Linked DNA regions of Danio rerio: region 1 is linked to region 2. The links are chromatin contacts, called in public Micro-C maps. All regions are on one chromosome and are shown on one strand. Each heading gives the region's core, a stretch centred on a gene start, on an enhancer-like site or on the middle of the called end of the contact. The rest is flanking DNA. Distances are from core to core; before and after follow the strand shown.

Region 1 (4,316 bases), core at 604-3,103, 160 kb after region 2:
CAATTTTTGGGGAAATACAGAAGTTTGGAAATAAGAATTTTTTAATGAAATCGGAAAAGTCAACCCAAAACACTTTACGGTAAGTACACTCCCAAAATAAATGGTTTAGCGTTTATCATATTGACTACAAAATAAGCCTTTAGGGGAAATATTATTATTAAATTTAGCAAGTTTGATGTTTATTTAGTAGCACTTATGAATTACTTTGATTTAGACTTCAACAGCTTTATTAGATAAAAAAAAATTTTAATCTGTTTTTAAACTGAAGAAACTGTTCCCAATCCACATCATCAAATATATTATTCCAAAAACCTATGCAAGCAGGTAAAGAGATCCGAGAACTAGTAATAACGAAGCGAATATCTTTGCTAGACATAGAACTGAGAAGAGTTTTGTCAACAAAAAGATTTGTGTTGTCAAAAATAAAAGAATCTAAAGAACCTTTAGGGCCAGATTTGACCAAAGGTATAATACAATCAGGGATTGTACCAAAAACTATGGCATATTATTTAGGGGGAACAGGAAAATAGAACTGATGCATAAAGTTTTCGTATGAAAAAGGTACACCACAGTCATCTAAGAGCTATACTAAACTAAAAGTATATTTTTATTAAAGTGAGTGTGTGTGTGTGTGTGTGTGTGTGCGCTGGTTTTTGGTGGTTTATGAGGACAAAATTTTGTATGACCTAGGCATTACAATGTTGTGGTGGTTAATGAGGACATTACACGTGTCCTTGTAAATCAAAACGGTTAAAGTCATACTTAACAGGGTCTTTTGACATTACAAAGTTTGTCATGTTTCATTTGAAGTTGGGTTTAGGGGTAGGGTGTATAATAATCGTTTTTTTTACAGTATATAATACATTACGACCATGTAATGTCCTCATAAACGTGTGCGTGTGTGTGTAATTATGCACTGAAGCTTTACGCGTATACTGAGAATTATTTTAAAGTTATTTAGAAACAACTTCAGATTGAGTTTAGATGAATGGAGATTATTTTCCTGACACATCAGGATAGCATTAGCACCACCTACTGGATTGAAGACAGGATCACACATTTTCATCTTTACAGTTTTCATTTACAGTGGTAGGTTACAATTAACACGTTGTAAACCACAGGCTATTGTAATGAAAATTGTTATGGTTTCCAGTGTAATGCAAAAAAACGTATTACAATAAGATTTATTAGTTTTAACATACCACAAAAACAAAGCATACAGGCAACAAGAGACTCACAGGAAACATTTGCAGTTTCCATTACAACCAATACAATTACCATTGACACAATTACAAATTCTATTAAAGTTTCAGGATTCAGATCTTACATGACAAAAGTTTTATTACACATTAATTACATTTAATTACACATTAATTAATTCTGACTAATATTTTGGTACAATTGAGAACTCGTGTATTACAGATATTTAAGTGGGATTCTTGTGTTTAACCACAAATACCATATTTAAAATGTATTTATAGAAACATTATTTCTCTATTATAGATCAGTGGTTGTAACACAATAAATCACTTATGAACGTCATCTACAAAGAAAAACGCAGCGTGACTTTTATTTTGTTATTAGTCAGTGTATTACGCTTTTAAAATAAAAGCCATCTGCCGTTGACAACGTACGCAATATAAAGATAAGCATTCAAATTTTGAAGTTAACCATAGCAAAGCATAAACAAAGAATAGACAGTAGTCATTTAAAAAAATCGACATTGCTTTTATATTTGAACAATTTAAAATGTAAACATACCGACAACAAGACGGGTGCTGTTTGTGTCTGCCTTCACAGTGTGTATCTATGGGAATCCACCAGCAGCGACACAAACACACACCGCAGCAGAGGAAGTGTGTCACAAACCACTGCGTACTTTTAAAAACCATGCCGAGCGGCGAGTTTTAAATCACGACCATGCAGCATTAGCCGCCTGCCGACCTAACAGAAACTGTTATTTTACATGAATCCGATTAATGAGCCCGGTAGCCGAGCAGCATCGCACTGAATGGCGAAGAGAAGAGCGAGACGCGGCTAGTCTGAAGCTGCGACTCCAGCAGCCGAGCAAAGAAGATGCGACATCAGTGGGATTACCTTCAAATCTGCGGATAAATAAATGTTCACTCCTGAATTAAACACAGTTTTAACGACATCGAGCGATCTCTTATAGGATACTGCGGGTTAGCTGGGTGGAAAACGAGTGAAACTGAAAGGGTGGTGGTGTTGTTGTTAGCTGGGCCAGGCAGCCCCACTGCTTAACTCCGGCTTATTTTAGGATCGGTTGGGGTCATTTCTTAGCAGACACAATGGCAACAGGCTCCAGTTTCCCTTCCGGAGGGAGTGGAACTAGAAACGGACCGTCTTTCGCTTCGCCGTCGACTTCGTCTGTCACCTCGTCTGGGGTGCCCGGACAAGCTCAGCCGATGGCGGTGGTTTGGGAATGGCAGGATGATCTGGGCTTCTGGAGGCCCTACACCGGACAGGTGAGCAGCTACATCGAGCAGTGCCTCCAGCACCAGAGAGGGGCAGCGGTCGCCGGGAGCAGCATCTGTCTGGCTCAGGCAGACCCCAGCCTGTCCTCCTACATCATCGACATCCCCAACCTCAAACAGTTCAGACAGGACACTGGTGAGTCTGTACTCAACACATCAAACTGATGAATAACAGCAAAAAAGTACTATGAAACTTGTAGCTGTACATGGGCCTGTATAAGATTCGGATGGTATGAAAACCTTGCACACAAATATCGCCGTATTGTGATTAATGTTAATGCTATAAAACAGTTTTATTTTAAATGTCTAACAAACTATTCCCATCAAACAGAATATATTTTACTTTAAGAAACGTTTAAAATATCTTGGAACAGTAAATGTGAGGCTAAATGAATATAATAAATTCTTCAGTGTGTTAATATGGACACCAATAATGCTCTGATAAAGCATTGTCTACCATGTAAACAGAGATTTATGATTAATTTAATTTGATTAAGGTCTTAATCTTACTAAACAGAAATCAAATTAAGACATTTAGTCGCATTATTGAAATGTAGTACAGATATATAAACATGTAGGACTTTCAGTGAAATTTGCGACAGGATAGTCTATATGGCTGTACAAACACTATTCTTTGCATCTCTCGAGTCAATGAAGGACCACAGACACCTGCATCACAAAATGCGGAGGTTTATTTTCCCTCATCATATTACATTAAAACAACACTCTTCTAGCAGTTCATACTCGCATGCAATTTCTTATTTGTCATGGGGCGCATGCATGAAATGTTCCAGAATGAAAGTGAAAGTACCAAACTGCAGTAAAAGTCGACAACTTAAAAATGAAACACCTGAAATTACACGAAACCCAGCAGGAAATGTGGATAGCTAAAACAAGGCTAAATTTGGCCTGTCAGTGAAAATCTAATAGACATTTAAGAATCGGCCAACATTCGACTAGTCATCAAATAAACAGAAATGAATGACTAATGATCTGTTTAATCTGCATATTTGATGACTAATCGAATATATAGATTAATCAAATAGTGTTTTATAATTTTAGTTTTCATTTTTGGGTGAACGATCCCTTTAATCAACATATTTTATAATATTTTAGGCAAATGAAAGCATCACTTCAGGTGATGAATTACAAAACAATTGTGTGAAAGTGAATATCCATGTTTTACGTATGGCAAGCATTTTCTTTTTGTTTAAAATGAGATCTAATAGATGTCTAATAGACATCTAAGGCTAGATAAAACATTGCCAAACGTGGTTTGTCAGTGAAAATCTAATAGACCTCTAAGAATGGCCCTAAACTAGTTATCAAAACCACAGGAATGAATGACTGCACACGTGTGGAGTCTGTCTAATCGGTGTATTTGAGCACTAGTCTAGTTTTGGGCTGTTCTTAGACGTCTATTAGATGTTCACTGACAGCCTATTTAGCCAAGATGGATCTATTAGACATCTATTATGCATCTATTAAACAGAATTGCTTTGCAAGGTGTTGCATAAAAAAATGACTTTTTAATAATGTAAACAAAGAAAAATAATTTAAACTTTGCAGTAGAGAGAGACCTCTTTCATACACTGTAAAAAATGCCGGGTTCCACATAATTCAGTCATGTTGTTCCAACACAAATCGATTAATTAATTTAACACTTTTAACAAATTAATGTGGATCGAACATAAAAAAAATTAAGTTGTCCGAATGAACTCTCAAGAATTATGTTGTTTCAGCTCATTTTAAATAAGTAGTTAAACGAGCAAAACAAAATATTTTTTGAATGTAACATTAAATTATATTAATATATACATT
Region 2 (4,369 bases), core at 1,005-3,504:
CTTTATTCTTTTGGTTTTACTGTGCTTAAATTCCTTTGTTTACTCAAATAGATTAAGTTCACAATACTCATTAGGATTAGTTTTTTAACTTAAATGGTTTGTTGCAATCAGTTTCCTCAAACAGTTTGTGTTACTTTAACTTTTTGGGCTTTACAGTGTATAATATGTGTGTACTGTATAAATGAGAATATGTGCAGAATTTAAACTTGAACAGACAAAGTCAAATGTTGCAACAACCCACAGGGATAGTTGCAACATTCAATAAAATGCTTAAGTTATGTGTTGGCCATGGAAGAAACGCGATATGGGATAGCAAACACACAAAATATAGATTTTTTGTTAAAAATCTGGAACCCAATTATGTTTTATATCAGTAATCCTGACTTGTAACTCATTAGAGGTGGCATTGGAGCCCACACATTTCTCTGTAAACTATATATATTTTTATATTTAATTCATTATACTTTCTGGATGATACTGAATTATGTTGTGTCCGACTGTTTGTGTATTGTGAAATGGACTTTGTTCCTTTTTTTTTTACTTTTTGTTTGTTCTGTTTATGTTATTGTTTATTTCCTTAAGCTTTTCTTATTTTGATTTATAAAAAATATAAGGTTATTAAAAAATGTTATAATAAAAAAAATCTGAAACATCGGATTTTATTCAAATTTTTTGGTTAACAGACTAGATGTAAATTGCTTTAATTGTTAAATGTGTAAAATTGGCTGTATAAATAGACTATTAAAAGAACAAGCAACAACCAACTATACATCAGGCCTAAAAAAACTGAACAACAATATTATTTACTGAAAATCTAGACAGAACCTTTACAAAACTACTTCTTTGAACTTTAATTAATCAAAGAATTAATTTCTTTATTAAATTACACTGAAACTAATAAAACAAAAATTGTACATTGTTAATATGGCAAGCTTCAAAATACTGTTGTAATTGGGGACAGTTGCAACAGCATGTTTCACTTGTCTCAACTCTGTCAACCATAATCAAACTGTCTATACTGGGGAGATACAATAGCTTTAACACTTGATAGCTATACATAATCAAAGCTGAAAACAGTGATTTAAACTATGTAAGTTAATAGTTTAAAATGATTATATACTAAAGGAATGGTCACATATGGCTGATTTCTCTAAGTCAGAATGAGGGTAATTGAGAATATGTGAAGAGTTCAGATGCAAAAAGTGCTGTCTGAAATTTCCATTGCAAATGAACATTTTTCTCAGCCTCCTTTGCTTATGTTGAGTTATTTCCCTTCAAAGACCATGAAAGGGATTTATTCTTTGACATAAAAGTGTTATTACTAAGCCTACATTCAGGAGCCTAGAAAAATGTCCAGTTTAAAAGAAAATTTCAGACGCTATTTAGAGGTTTTTGCATCTAAACTCTTCATGTAGTATGAATATCATCGCTGTAGCTCAGTGATGCACAAACTAGGGCCTGAGGGACAAAGTTTGCCCATACTGCCTTTGATTTGGCCCGCCATCCCATCTGAGAAGAAAGGATGAATGATGGGGATGCTTCAATGTTTTATTGTTGAAAGCTAACTGAAGTTAAATGTTTTTTTTTTAATTAAATGGCATAAATTAACCAGATTTTGTTTAAATGTACATACTGTCACCTGACAATGGATGATGAATGAGGTTGATGAAGAAAGACGGGGATGTTTCAACGTTTAGTGTATTCAGCATTGAACTCCACTGCTTTAGAAATGTGATTGTTTATGGTTAATTGCATTCAATTCTACTTTTAAAAAGTTATTCTGCATTAGTTTATATGATTTAATGTTTTCTATTTATTTTGAAATATTATTCAATTAATAAGGAAGTTACATTAATCACATTAATTAGGCAACTTTAATTTAATATGGGTATATTTACCTTTGGCCCACGACTCTTAACGATGTTTGGTTTTGGCCCTTCACACTAAAAAGTTTGGGCATCCCTGCTCTTACTCATTCCTGAATGAAGGAATGAGTCTTGTTGCGACTGCTACCCCATGTTGCAACCGTCCCCACTCTTCCCTATTCATGTTATAGCGTATATTGTAGTATTAAGTTTGTTTGCTTCAAGATTGAAAACGTTAACGAATTTTAAATTAAAGAGTACATGATAATAATTTCCATTTTAAGCAGCTTAATGTCTGTCTGTGTCCGTGTCGTGAACAGCTCAGCTGGCCTTCAGCCGGTAATGACCGGAAACGCATAAATTCCACAGCAGCTGGACTGTTTCTCTGTGCTTCCGGTCGCTCACGGGATGACCATAAATGGTAGTTTTGACTGAAGCTTCCTTCATTTCATTTTTTGTTGTTGTAAAAAGTCAACGTTCAGTGGTAAAGAAAAGTAGAGGGTATATAAACAACATGGCGTCCACTTGTTTCGCTATTTCTGAAGCCAAAGCAAACATCAATTATTGTTTAACGTGGATAAGAGCCTCCTCCTCCAGGTTAGTAATCTGTTCTCCAAAACTGCAGGCAGATGAAGTCTGAGTCGTCACGCGAGTCGGTTCTTAAGAACTGAAGAACGAAATTTAGTAGGCCTGCTAAAATTTTATTGTGTACATTGATGTAAAATAATGTTTAATATAATAATGTATTTTCATTTTGTTTTCAGTCATTACAGTGTATTCATTTACTTGTATATTTAGGGCTACTTTTTATGTTGATACATTTTTTACTGTCCATTTTAAACAAATTTTAATCTGATTTAAATATATTTAATTTATTAATACTACTACTACTAATAATTAATTGATTATAAATAATTTATCACTATTATAAGGAGTCACCAAACAATAATAGCTAGGCTAATTACACGCCACATTGGTGGTGGTCATGATTGTGAAGCGCTTTGGGTGTATGGCCATACACAATAAATGCGCTATATAAATATACACTTTACATTATAATCGTTTTTGTTTGAGTTTTTGGATTTTTTAGTCTATTAAATAATATATATTATTTATCATTTAAAATTAGTTATAGATTTGAATTGATTAACAATTATTTCCAAGATTGAAATAATCATTCTTTCATTTATTTTCCTTCGACTTTCCTCATTTATCAGGGATCACCACAGCCTAATGAACTGCCAACTTATCCACAGCACATGCCCTTCCAGCTGGAACCGAGTACTGGGAAACACCCATACACTCTGACATTCAAACACACACACACACTATGGCCAATTTAGTTTCAATTTACTTATACCACATTTTGGACTGTGGAGGAAACCAGAGGAAACCCACACCAAAACGGAGAGAACATGCAAACTCCACACAGAAATGCCTACTGACCCAGCCAGGACTTGAACCAGTGACTTTTTTGCTAGTGCTAACCACTGAGCTACCACGTCGCCTTCTTATTATTCATTGATTTTTATTATTTGTTTAATTTATTATTAATACTACTACTAATAATAATTAATTGATTATAAATTATTTATTACTATTTTACGTAGTCACAAAATATTCATTTATTCATTTTCTTTTCGGCTTAGTCCCTTTATTAATCTGGGGTCGCCACAGCGGAATGAACCGCCAACTTATCCAGCATATGTTTTACGCAGCGGATGGCCTTCCAGCCGCAACCCATCACTGGGAAACCCATACACACTCATTCACATACACACATACACTATGGACAATTTAGCCTACCCAATTCACCTGTACCGCATGTCTTTGGACTGTGGGAGAATCCGGAGCACCCGGGGGAAACCCACGCAAATGCAGGGAGAACATGCAAACTCCACACAGAAATGGCAACTGACCCAGTTGAGGCTCGAACCAGCAACCTTCTTGCTGTGAGGCGACAGCACTACCTACTGCCCCACTGCGTCGCGAGTCACAAAATCATAGTACCTAATTATTATTGTTATAGTTGTTGGATTTTTTTTAATGTTCATAAATTATTAGACTGTTAAATAATATTTATCAATTTATAAAAATATAATAAAAAATTTGTTATACATTATAGATATTATAGATTTTAATAGATTAACAATTATTTCTAAGGTCGGAATAATCAAATAACTAATTATTATTATTATTAAATTTTATTTTTAAAAACATTCTTTGTACCAGTTGAAAATTAAATGAAGGATGTGAATGAGATGAAGTAAATATGGAAAAGTTTAAAGCAGACCTTTTTCGTGGCACAGGTTTCCTGTAAGAGGTGTCAATGCACCCTATAATCTGACAAAAGAACTGAGCTAAAGTATTCAAAACTTATTCTCAAGGTAATATGAAGAAGAGTATACTATGTTTACTATTTCAATCTTCGTTTGGAGGCAAAAAAAGTCGAAAAGTCTGAGTGATAATCGTGTATTGTTTCGAACACCCCCGCACTATAGGCG

The links. Hi-C and Micro-C count contacts between places; a contact is called where the count stands out from the background.
Region 1: a contact with region 2 is called in a Micro-C map of caudal fin, with 4 times the contacts expected there. The contact joins the promoter of dtx2 here to the promoter of clip2 in region 2. A contact is called at or near these places in 2 of 18 Hi-C or Micro-C datasets (caudal fin and an unstated tissue) and 1 of 4 datasets of contacts at active chromatin or transcription factors (embryo).

Annotation. Positions count from the first base shown.
Region 1 is chr5:65,408,127-65,412,442 of GRCz12tu, forward strand. dtx2 (deltex 2, E3 ubiquitin ligase) reads left to right here and starts at 1,854. Exons shown (of 8, transcript NM_001127307.2): 1 at 1,854-2,631. The coding sequence starts at 2,310.
Region 2 is chr5:65,250,555-65,254,923 of GRCz12tu, forward strand. clip2 (CAP-GLY domain containing linker protein 2) reads left to right here and starts at 2,255. Exons shown (of 16, transcript XM_073951531.1): 1 at 2,255-2,462.